2 separate regions of the Mus musculus genome follow, and region 2 is linked to region 1. A link is a contact called in public HiChIP or PLAC-seq data. All regions are on one chromosome and are shown on one strand. The core of a region is the stretch at or near the end of the contact, and the rest is flanking DNA. Distances in the headings are between cores, read along the strand shown.

Evidence for each region. HiChIP or PLAC-seq counts read pairs in DNA pulled down with a chosen protein or histone mark.
Region 2: a contact with region 1 is called in an H3K4me3 HiChIP or PLAC-seq map of neural tube, with 4 times the contacts expected there. The contact joins the enhancer-like site here to the promoter of Gpc6 in region 1. A contact is called at or near these places in 1 of 39 promoter capture datasets (the 3T3-L1 cell line), 1 of 484 Hi-C or Micro-C datasets (nephron progenitors) and 3 of 115 datasets of contacts at active chromatin or transcription factors (cardiomyocytes, neural progenitor cells and neural tube).

Annotation. Positions count from the first base shown.
Region 1 is chr14:116,922,281-116,926,669 of GRCm38.p6, reverse strand. Gpc6 (glypican 6) reads right to left here and starts at 1,373. Exons shown (of 9, transcript NM_011821.3): 1 at 575-1,373. The coding sequence starts at 734.
Region 2 is chr14:117,194,619-117,198,822 of GRCm38.p6, reverse strand. All of the region lies in intron 2 of Gpc6 (glypican 6), which reads right to left. Among named protein-coding and RNA genes, the nearest start is that of Gm52112, 68 kb to the right of the region's middle. Within about 2 kb of position 1,827, at least 6 of the 459 cell types and tissues checked have an H3K27ac peak or open chromatin away from gene starts, as enhancers often do. A contact at or near this core is called in neural tube, where this site is marked.

The sequences.
Region 1 (4,389 bases), core at 124-2,623:
AGCAATGGGTCCCCTTAGTGGCCCGTCCCCAGCCCAGGAGCCGGGCGCCCAGTCCCTGGAAAGGACCTGGAGAGCAGAGAGCTTGAGTAGGGGAATCTCCGCGTCTCTCCACCGCCCCCGCCGGCGCGAAGGCGGGAGTGGAGAAGGCGCCACTCAGACGGTGGCGCTGAGCAAACTGCGGCCGCAGTTCTCCCAAGTTTGCCCCAGCGAGGGGGATGCTATGGGCGCCCGGCTCCGCTTTCTGCCTCCGCTAGCCGTCCTCACTCCACCGTCCTTTGCTCCAGCGGCCGGGCCAGGCTCTAGGCCAGCCACGGAGGTAGCAGGGCGCGGGAGCAAATGCAGGGAGAGAGGGGCGAGGGACGAGGGTGCTCCCGCGTGTGCACACAATGAGGCGGCGGGCACGCACACCTTCCTCCCGCCCGAAAAACGGGATCAGCCTCCGCCGCCTGGATGCAGGGACGCGGGGTCCCTGGGAGGTACCCGCAGAAAGTGAGCACCAACTGAGCAACAGGGGGTAGGGAGAGGGCGCCCCGCCGCCTCTCGGGGCTGCAGCGGGCCCGGGGCCCACGCTTACCTGCGATCTCCTGGTAGGGGATGTCCGCCAGGCTGAATCCCTTGGCACCGTAAGCCTGACGGACCTCGCTGCAGCTCCGAGCCTTCACGTCCGCCGCGGCCGGGAGGGTCAGCAGCAGCCCGGAGAGAGGAAGAATCACAGCCCGGATCCAAGAAGGCATGGTGCAACATGCAAGTCCACCTCGGCAGCCCCCAGCTCCCTGTGCGCTCTTCACCTTGCCCCTCGAGCCGAAAGCCCGCCAGAGCCTGCGGCGCGCTCCTTAGCCGCTGCCCAGCGTCACCCCCTTCCGCCAGCCGAGGGGACGAGCCGCGCAGACCTCTGGACTGCACTCAGCAAACTTTTATAAGCCAGATGGAGGATGGCAAGCCAACCAGGGCTGCCTTGGGAAGGCTGCCGGCTCCGCTAGCCACTCCGGTAGAAAATCGTTGGAGAAAGAGGAGAAAAGAGGAAAAGGCAAAGAAATGTCTTTTTTTTTTTTTAAACACCACAGTAGGGGTGTTCAGCCCTGCGGTCCGAGTTCCGAGCCGCAGAGTCGTGGAGCGCTGCGAGCTCGCCTATCCAGTGTGCGCGACGAAGGTGGGACCGCGCGCCGGCTCCCCCCACCCCGAGGGAGATGGACAGGCCGGCGCGAGTGTGAGCGCGCGTGTTTGTGGGTGTGAACGCGGGGCTCTCGGGGAGGTGTGTGCGTGGAGGTATGTGATGGAGATGTACGGGATCGAGGGGAAACCTCAGCTTCACATAGACTGAGGGAGCCAGTGAGAGTCTTCTTGAAATGGGAAGAGAGAAAATCCTGGAGACTGACACAGGAGGCAAGAGGGAAGGAGAAAGGAGGGGAGGGAGAGAGGGAGAAACGTGCTACCCAGTGCACAGCCGAAATTCAGAGGCAGAGTCGGCCGCAAAACCTGGAATGGATCGCGAGCCACTAGGCAGGAGGGGAAAGATTACCAGCAAAAGGTCCCTATTTTCTCAATCACTTTATGGCCTCCACACACTTCCGAGATGTTCCCTTTCCTGATATAAACAAACCACCAAAAAAGACAAAGTGTTTGAGGAGAGTAAATGTTATCACGCTATATTTTTCTGGAGATAAAGAATATTGCATTTCCAATTGTTGCTCTTGCCCCAGTGTACCTAACACAAAGCCAGGGAAGAAATGAGCAGAAAAGAAACCTAGGAACGGGGCCAAAGCCACCTCTCTAGGTGGTAGCTGCTTTCGGCTCATCTTAATGTTTTGTTTTGTTTTGTTTTTTCCTAAGAACAGATAGAGGGCCATAGGTCTTTACTCCTCTCCTGTCGGCTCTCTCTCTCTCTCTCTCTCTCTCTCTCTCACACACACACACACACACACACATACACACAAAGAGGGAAGGAGAGAGAGAGAGAGAGAGAGAGAGAGAGAGAGAGAGAGAGAGAGAGAGAGGTTCCACCTACAAAACACTGGATTCTTAAATCACTAGGCTTAGGGCATGTGAAGATAAAACAATGGCTGCTGGCCATGCAAGAAACAGGACCCCAGGAGGGACAAGGTGTTGTAATCTTCTCTCATCAGATTCTCTCAAACACTATAACCTTAACATTTTCTCCCAAGTTCTCAGAAGTCTGTGAAATGGGATGCAAGTGAAAATTCGGGTTTAACCAACTTCCTGAGCCTTTCTTCACGCTAATGAGCACAGAGATCAAATATACTTAAGTCTGCCCTGAAACCCACAGCTCCTGAAACTAACCAATCAGAAAAAGAAGAAAAGAAATGCTATCCAGTAGTGAGGCCTTGTGGACACTGGTCTCCCAGTTCCTGAGAAGTCAGTACAGGGTCAGGCCTAGTTCTGTAGTACTGAAGTATAAATCTGCAGGATGCTGGTTTCCTGATGACTGGTGACCAGAGCGACTCCTGGAGCCTAAATCCTTGCATTTGCCTCTATCCTAGGCACCTTCGTTACTGTCGGAATTGTTCAGCACATCTTCTTTTCCAAGAACTCCTCTTTAGCCCGTCATCCTCCTTATAGAGTGATAGAGTGCTTGCTTGTCGCATCTTCAAAAGTTCATACAAAATGCTAGCGCTCAGGGAACAGAAAGAAGTCTAGTCTAGTTGAGGAGCTTTAAGCCATTTGCAGTCAGTCTCCAAGGAGGTAGTCAGGGGGCTGAAGGGATAGATGGCTCAGCAGTTAAGATCACATGTTGTTCTTGAGAGGACAAGAGTTTGATTCTCAGCTCCCCAACAATATGGCTCACAAACAAACTCCTGTAATTCCAGTTCCAGAGATATCTGACCCCTCTGGCCTCTGGAAACACATACACACACACACACACACACACACACACACACACACACACACACACGCACACACACACACTTTCAAGAAGGTAGATAGCAATTCTGAGCACACACCAAAGGTTGTGTACACTGGCAAACACATATGCATCAAAAAGGCCATTGAGTGAGGTGGGTCATGATGATTACCTGAAGTTTGGCTAATCCTCTTATATTTGACGAGCACTCCATACTCCTATAAGTCAGTAGCTGTTGCCACTGTAGACTTGTAAGAAGGCTAACACACAGAATATTACCAGATTCAGCAAGCATAAAGAGATGAGCTTAATTCTACTGGAAGGGTCAACAAGTTTGGGGCTGTTTTGTGAACTTTAGTCAGAGCAAGGACTTAGGTCATTTGCCTAGCCCACATATTGTGTAATACGGCATTGTTCGAAGTGGTGTTAAAGGAATGAGGCCAGGATTCTACCTGAGGCCACAGCTTGATGAGGCATGGCAATGGGAAGGGGATGTGATAGAAATCCGTTGAGAATAAGAGAGTATCTATGACTTAGGTAAACCTGTTGACCAAGGTCTTGAATGACAGCTGCCACGTCTATACCAGGCAGAGTAAGGAAAAGGAAGATGGAAGAATATTATTCAGAGGAAGCAAACAGAGAAAGGAGATTTAGTAGGCGGCTAGAAGGTACACTGGAATCATTGTGCCAGTTTTAGGTATTTGAGGCTTAAGCTAGAGAGATGGGAAATGGGAAGAATGTGTGTGAAGATAAGCTTTGAAGACTGGATTTGTATGATATAATGTTTGGTTCAATAGACAAAAAAAAAAAAAAAAAAAAAAAAAGATTATTGAAATGCCGGCATCGGGTCTTGTTGGAAACGCAGATTATGGCCACTAAGACTCCTGTTTCCGATCCATTTTCTAAGCCCAGATGTTTTTTAGAATCCTTGGGGTCAAAATATAAACAGAACTTTAGAGACTTTGAGTCTTAGTGAGACAACTTGGTCTTCAGCAACCAGGGGTGGCAGGCCAATCAGGCATCCTCCGTCAATCACCCTGAGAAATGTGTTTGCGAAACATGTCCAGCCCAAGGAAAGAATCTCTTTTGACCTAAGTCACTGCAGGCCATCCTTCTTCTGTCCAATTAAATACTGTAGAGCGGGGGTGGAGGAACCATTTCTGACTAAAGTGATTTAAGATGAGATTTCTGAGAAATATTTTCCTGATTGAAAAGCAAGATAAATATAGGAAGATGGCTCACTATTTGAGAGAGCTTACTGAATTTTCAGAGATCCAAGCTTAGTTTCAGCACTCATATCAGATGAACCAGTGAATCACAACCACCTGGAACTCTAGCTCCATGGAATCCAGGCCCCCCCCCCCCCTTTAAGCATGTACACACACACACACACACACACACACACAAAACATGCTGGATAGTTTTATGTTAACTTGACACAGGCTAATCATCTGAGTGGAATGAACTTCAAATGAGAAAATGCTTCCATAAGATGGGGCTGTAGGCAAGCCTGTAGGGCCTTTTCATTG
Region 2 (4,204 bases), core at 578-3,077, 270 kb before region 1:
CATTGCCTCCATATTTAAAACAAAATTAGAATATATAAAAATGTTATTATCATTGTTTATTACGAATAAGGTGAATCCTCAACTATTTATCTTATGCAATCAAATACAAGCATGGCAAAGTCACAATATTGATATTTTTATTATTTCATAGTGATAGCAAGACCTGTCTTTGCATTTGGCAGGAGCTTATCATTAATTGAGAAATTCTAGTGTTCCCACTAGGCATGATACTACTTAACATCAGATTAACATCCTGCAGTGGTCTTTTCTGTCTGTAGAAATGAAGAAATTTCTACTCTTTGGGCCCAAACTTGCTGATCTGGTTGTAGGAACCTGGTATACCAATCTGGTTTCTGAGACCCTTGACTTCAGCTTGAAGCTTTCACTGTGAGTTTTGCTCTATCCTCAGTACACAGTCTATTGTCTCTCAAGGTTCAATAGTCTATATGTAGCCTTACTATTACCAGTTTTTTTCCCCCTCCAGTTCTGGAACTCTGGCTATCTGTAGAGATGCTAGTTAAATTAGAATAGATTATAGACTGGTGGAATGGATTGCTTCTGATGACTAGTGTTTTCAGTTGCAGTTACTTCCCTCAACTTTCATGTTACACTCGTGGCACCTACACCTGTATGCTTTTTGGTGTGGAAAGGGCAAGTTCAAGCTATCATCCTTCCTACAGTTAACTCCATCACTTACAATCTTGTCCACGTCAGAATGAGAGAACTTAGACTTATTCACAAAACTCTGACAAGTAAAACTATAAATCTATTTACAAAACTGCGAGTCCAGGAATTAGGGGATGGAAACACAGGGTGATTATAGGGGCCTGAACTCCTCAGTGCAATTGAAAAAGAGTTGAAATACTCCATCTCAAGGTGCTATGACTTTTGCTCCTTTTTGGAGGACCACAGTGGTAGAGTATGGGACAAATTAATTCCTCCTGTTGACTACTTCCAATTACAGGATCTTGTTCACATTATTGAAAGCTCATTTCTTTTTAAAACTATTTTATTATTTCTTTGAGACGTTCATACAATGTATGTTGGTTATATTCATCCGCGATCCTCCTACTAACTCCTCCCCATTCCACCACTACTTCGCTAACATACCTATAATCACCTTAGCATTGTTTTTAAATACTCCACCAGAACAATCTGTCCACCTGCTCCTGGGTGTAAGGACATCTATGTCCTAGAGCAATATTGGGATTTTTTCCAAATTATTGGGAACAAAATAGACCTCTACAATGTAAGGGAATAAATACAGAAATAAAAACAACTTATCTATCAGAAAAACTACAAAATAATATCTCAGGCTTGGTAAATAGATTAAAAGCTGGGACTATGCCAAAGGTTGTAGGTCATGCTCTCTTGTAACTCTCAAAGCATATCTCCAAGTAAAATTTACTGCAGCATATGGACTTAAACCTGCGACCATTCAAACCCAGCTAAGTCATTAGACTGCAAACCTCATGCCTGTCCTGTAGCCATTACAGTCTTAGCCTCTTGGACCTCTAAGGCACCAATTTAGTATTTTCTTCACTAGAGGCTCCATCAAAAACCATAGCTGAGGCAAGAAAATAAACTTGGATTCAGCAAATTAACTTTCAGCATAGCTTTCAGTGACTAGAGTCTCAGGCTATTAAATTTTGAATTTCGGAAAGACACTCTAGCAAAGCACAACAGCTGCTCCTGAATCCCAATCCACAAAGCAACAGCCGCTACAGCATCTGGACCAACAGCTACCGATGCTACATCAGTAAATAAGGTGAAAGTCCACATGCGATTTCACCCTTCAGAATCTGCTCCCTAGGCCTGCTCGGGGTGGCTCAAAGGTATCAGCACAGTGAAGGGAAGGGCATATATTTTAACCATCTGTTCAAGCGGGAGTCAGTGACCTTTGCTCTCTATTGGTAAAAAGGATGCTTACTTTGCCAGCTGGATGTAAATGGAGATTTTAATTGAAAACCATGCAACTATCTCCAATGAGAGGATGGGAAAAACAAACTCCAGGGCCTTTATAAGTTGTAGCTAATGAACACCCTGCACTGCTTAGCACTCTACACATGATCCTCCATTAGACTGAGTATATTTCAAAAACACTCAGAAAAAAAAATCACCTCTTGCATATTCAACTCTACTTCCAAAGATCAGCTATATTAGCCTATGAGAAATACAGAATGTATGGAAGACCGTATATATTTTTATTTCCCCAAGGAAAACATAAAAAAAAATTCCACCAGAATAAGAATTGCAAGTTTATTTTCAAAAATATATAGTGGTTTATCCTACATGAAATGTTAAATAGCCAATTATATAAATGGTTATCAATGTCTTGAAACTGTTTTTAAGAGAAATGCATTCCTTTTTATTCTTATAAGGTGTGCTATTTTTGCAAAGCTTATTATTCCAGTGGAAGAATTTAATTATAACATTGAAATTGAGGACCTTATCACCTAGTGTAAGGGGAAAATCAACTTCTTTGTTTAGTGTTGAAAATTCCTCCTTAGAATAGGAAACAAAATACCCATGAAAGGAGTTACAGAGACAAAGTTTGGAGCTAAGATGAAAGGATGGACTATCCAGAGACTACCCCACCCGGGGATCCATCCCATAATCAGCCACCAAACCCAGACACTATTGCATATACCAGCAAGATTTTGATGAAGGGACCCTGGTTTGGCTGTCTCGTATGAGGCTATGCCATTGCCTGGCAAATACAGAAGTAGATGCTCACATTCATCTATAGGATGGAACACAGGGCCCCCAATGGAGAAGCTAGAGAAAGCACCCAAGGAGCTGAAGGGGTCTGCAACCCTATAGGTGGAACAACAATATGAACTAACCAGTACCCCCTCCCCCCCAGAGCTCATGTCTCTAGCTGCTTATGTAGCAGAAGATGGCCTACTTGGCCATCACTGGGAAGAGAGGCCCCTTAGCATTGCAAACTTTATATGACTCAGTACAGGGGAATGCCAGGGCCAATAAGTGGGAGTGGGTAGGGAGGGAAGCAGGGCGGGGGGGAGGGTATAGGTGACTTTTCGGGATACCATTTGAAATGTATATAAAGAAAATATCTAATAAATAAATAAATAAAAGAACGTTGGCTCACTGGCAAGATAGTTTATTTCATGTGCAGATGCTTGTTTAAATGGCAAGGAAATGTTTATGAAGACAAAAAAGGTCATTAATCATCACAGCTCAACTTATTTAGCCTTTTAAAGGTTACCGGAAAATCCTCTATTTCATTATATAACTTAAAAAGAAAACATTGCATGTAAACTTAAACTACACGACAATGACGGTGCGTTTCTCCACTGCTTCTGAAATATGTGAAGAACAAGTTTTGACATGAAACCAACGGGCAAGGAGGGCTGAGAATAAAGTCACACTTGAGGTTTTACATCGGGGGAGGACAAACAGCCGACCTTTCCACTCAGTTCACAGAGAACTTTCTGCTCTGAGCACAGAGAATTATAGTGCGGTGCTGAGTATCGAGCATCAAGCATCATTTTGCCAGAGAAAGAACAGATATTGCTATTGTTTCTATGAATTTAAAGCAAATACAATTTTACATAAGAGAACAATCCTTTCAAAGTGTCTAACTGATGTGACAAAAGGAAATGAGCAATATATATATATATATATATATATATATATATATATATATATATAGTCACCCCACCAAAGGGGAAAAGCATATAGGGTCACCCTACCACGTGGCTGGGGCTGGGGGCTGGGGACTGAGGGGCATGGCCACCAATAGTTCTGCTATTATCCCTGCAGGCCATGAAATGAAGAAATACATTAGTCACTGGCAAGAAAGCCATTCATGTGTGCAGGAGTCATTGAATGACACTTGTTGTAAAGAATGTTAATATCTTGGATTATTAAAAGGTGGCATAAATAAGCTCAGTTCAAACTCAACTCAGTGAGTGAGCCTTAGGACAAATGATATTTGAAGATGGATCTCTCTCCTTCAACTGGGGCAGCATGCCAAGATTGCATCGTGTCATTAAGTATTTCTCTATTCATAATACCTAGTGAATAAACAAATAAAGCCTCTAAGAAACGGGCATTTTGAATACAAATTTAAAGTTGTTTTAAATACAATTATGGAGAATCAATAAGTATTTAGTAAACACTATAAATGCGAAGTCACTGAATATTCATGTTCCTCTAGTATGAATTGAGATTTGCAACG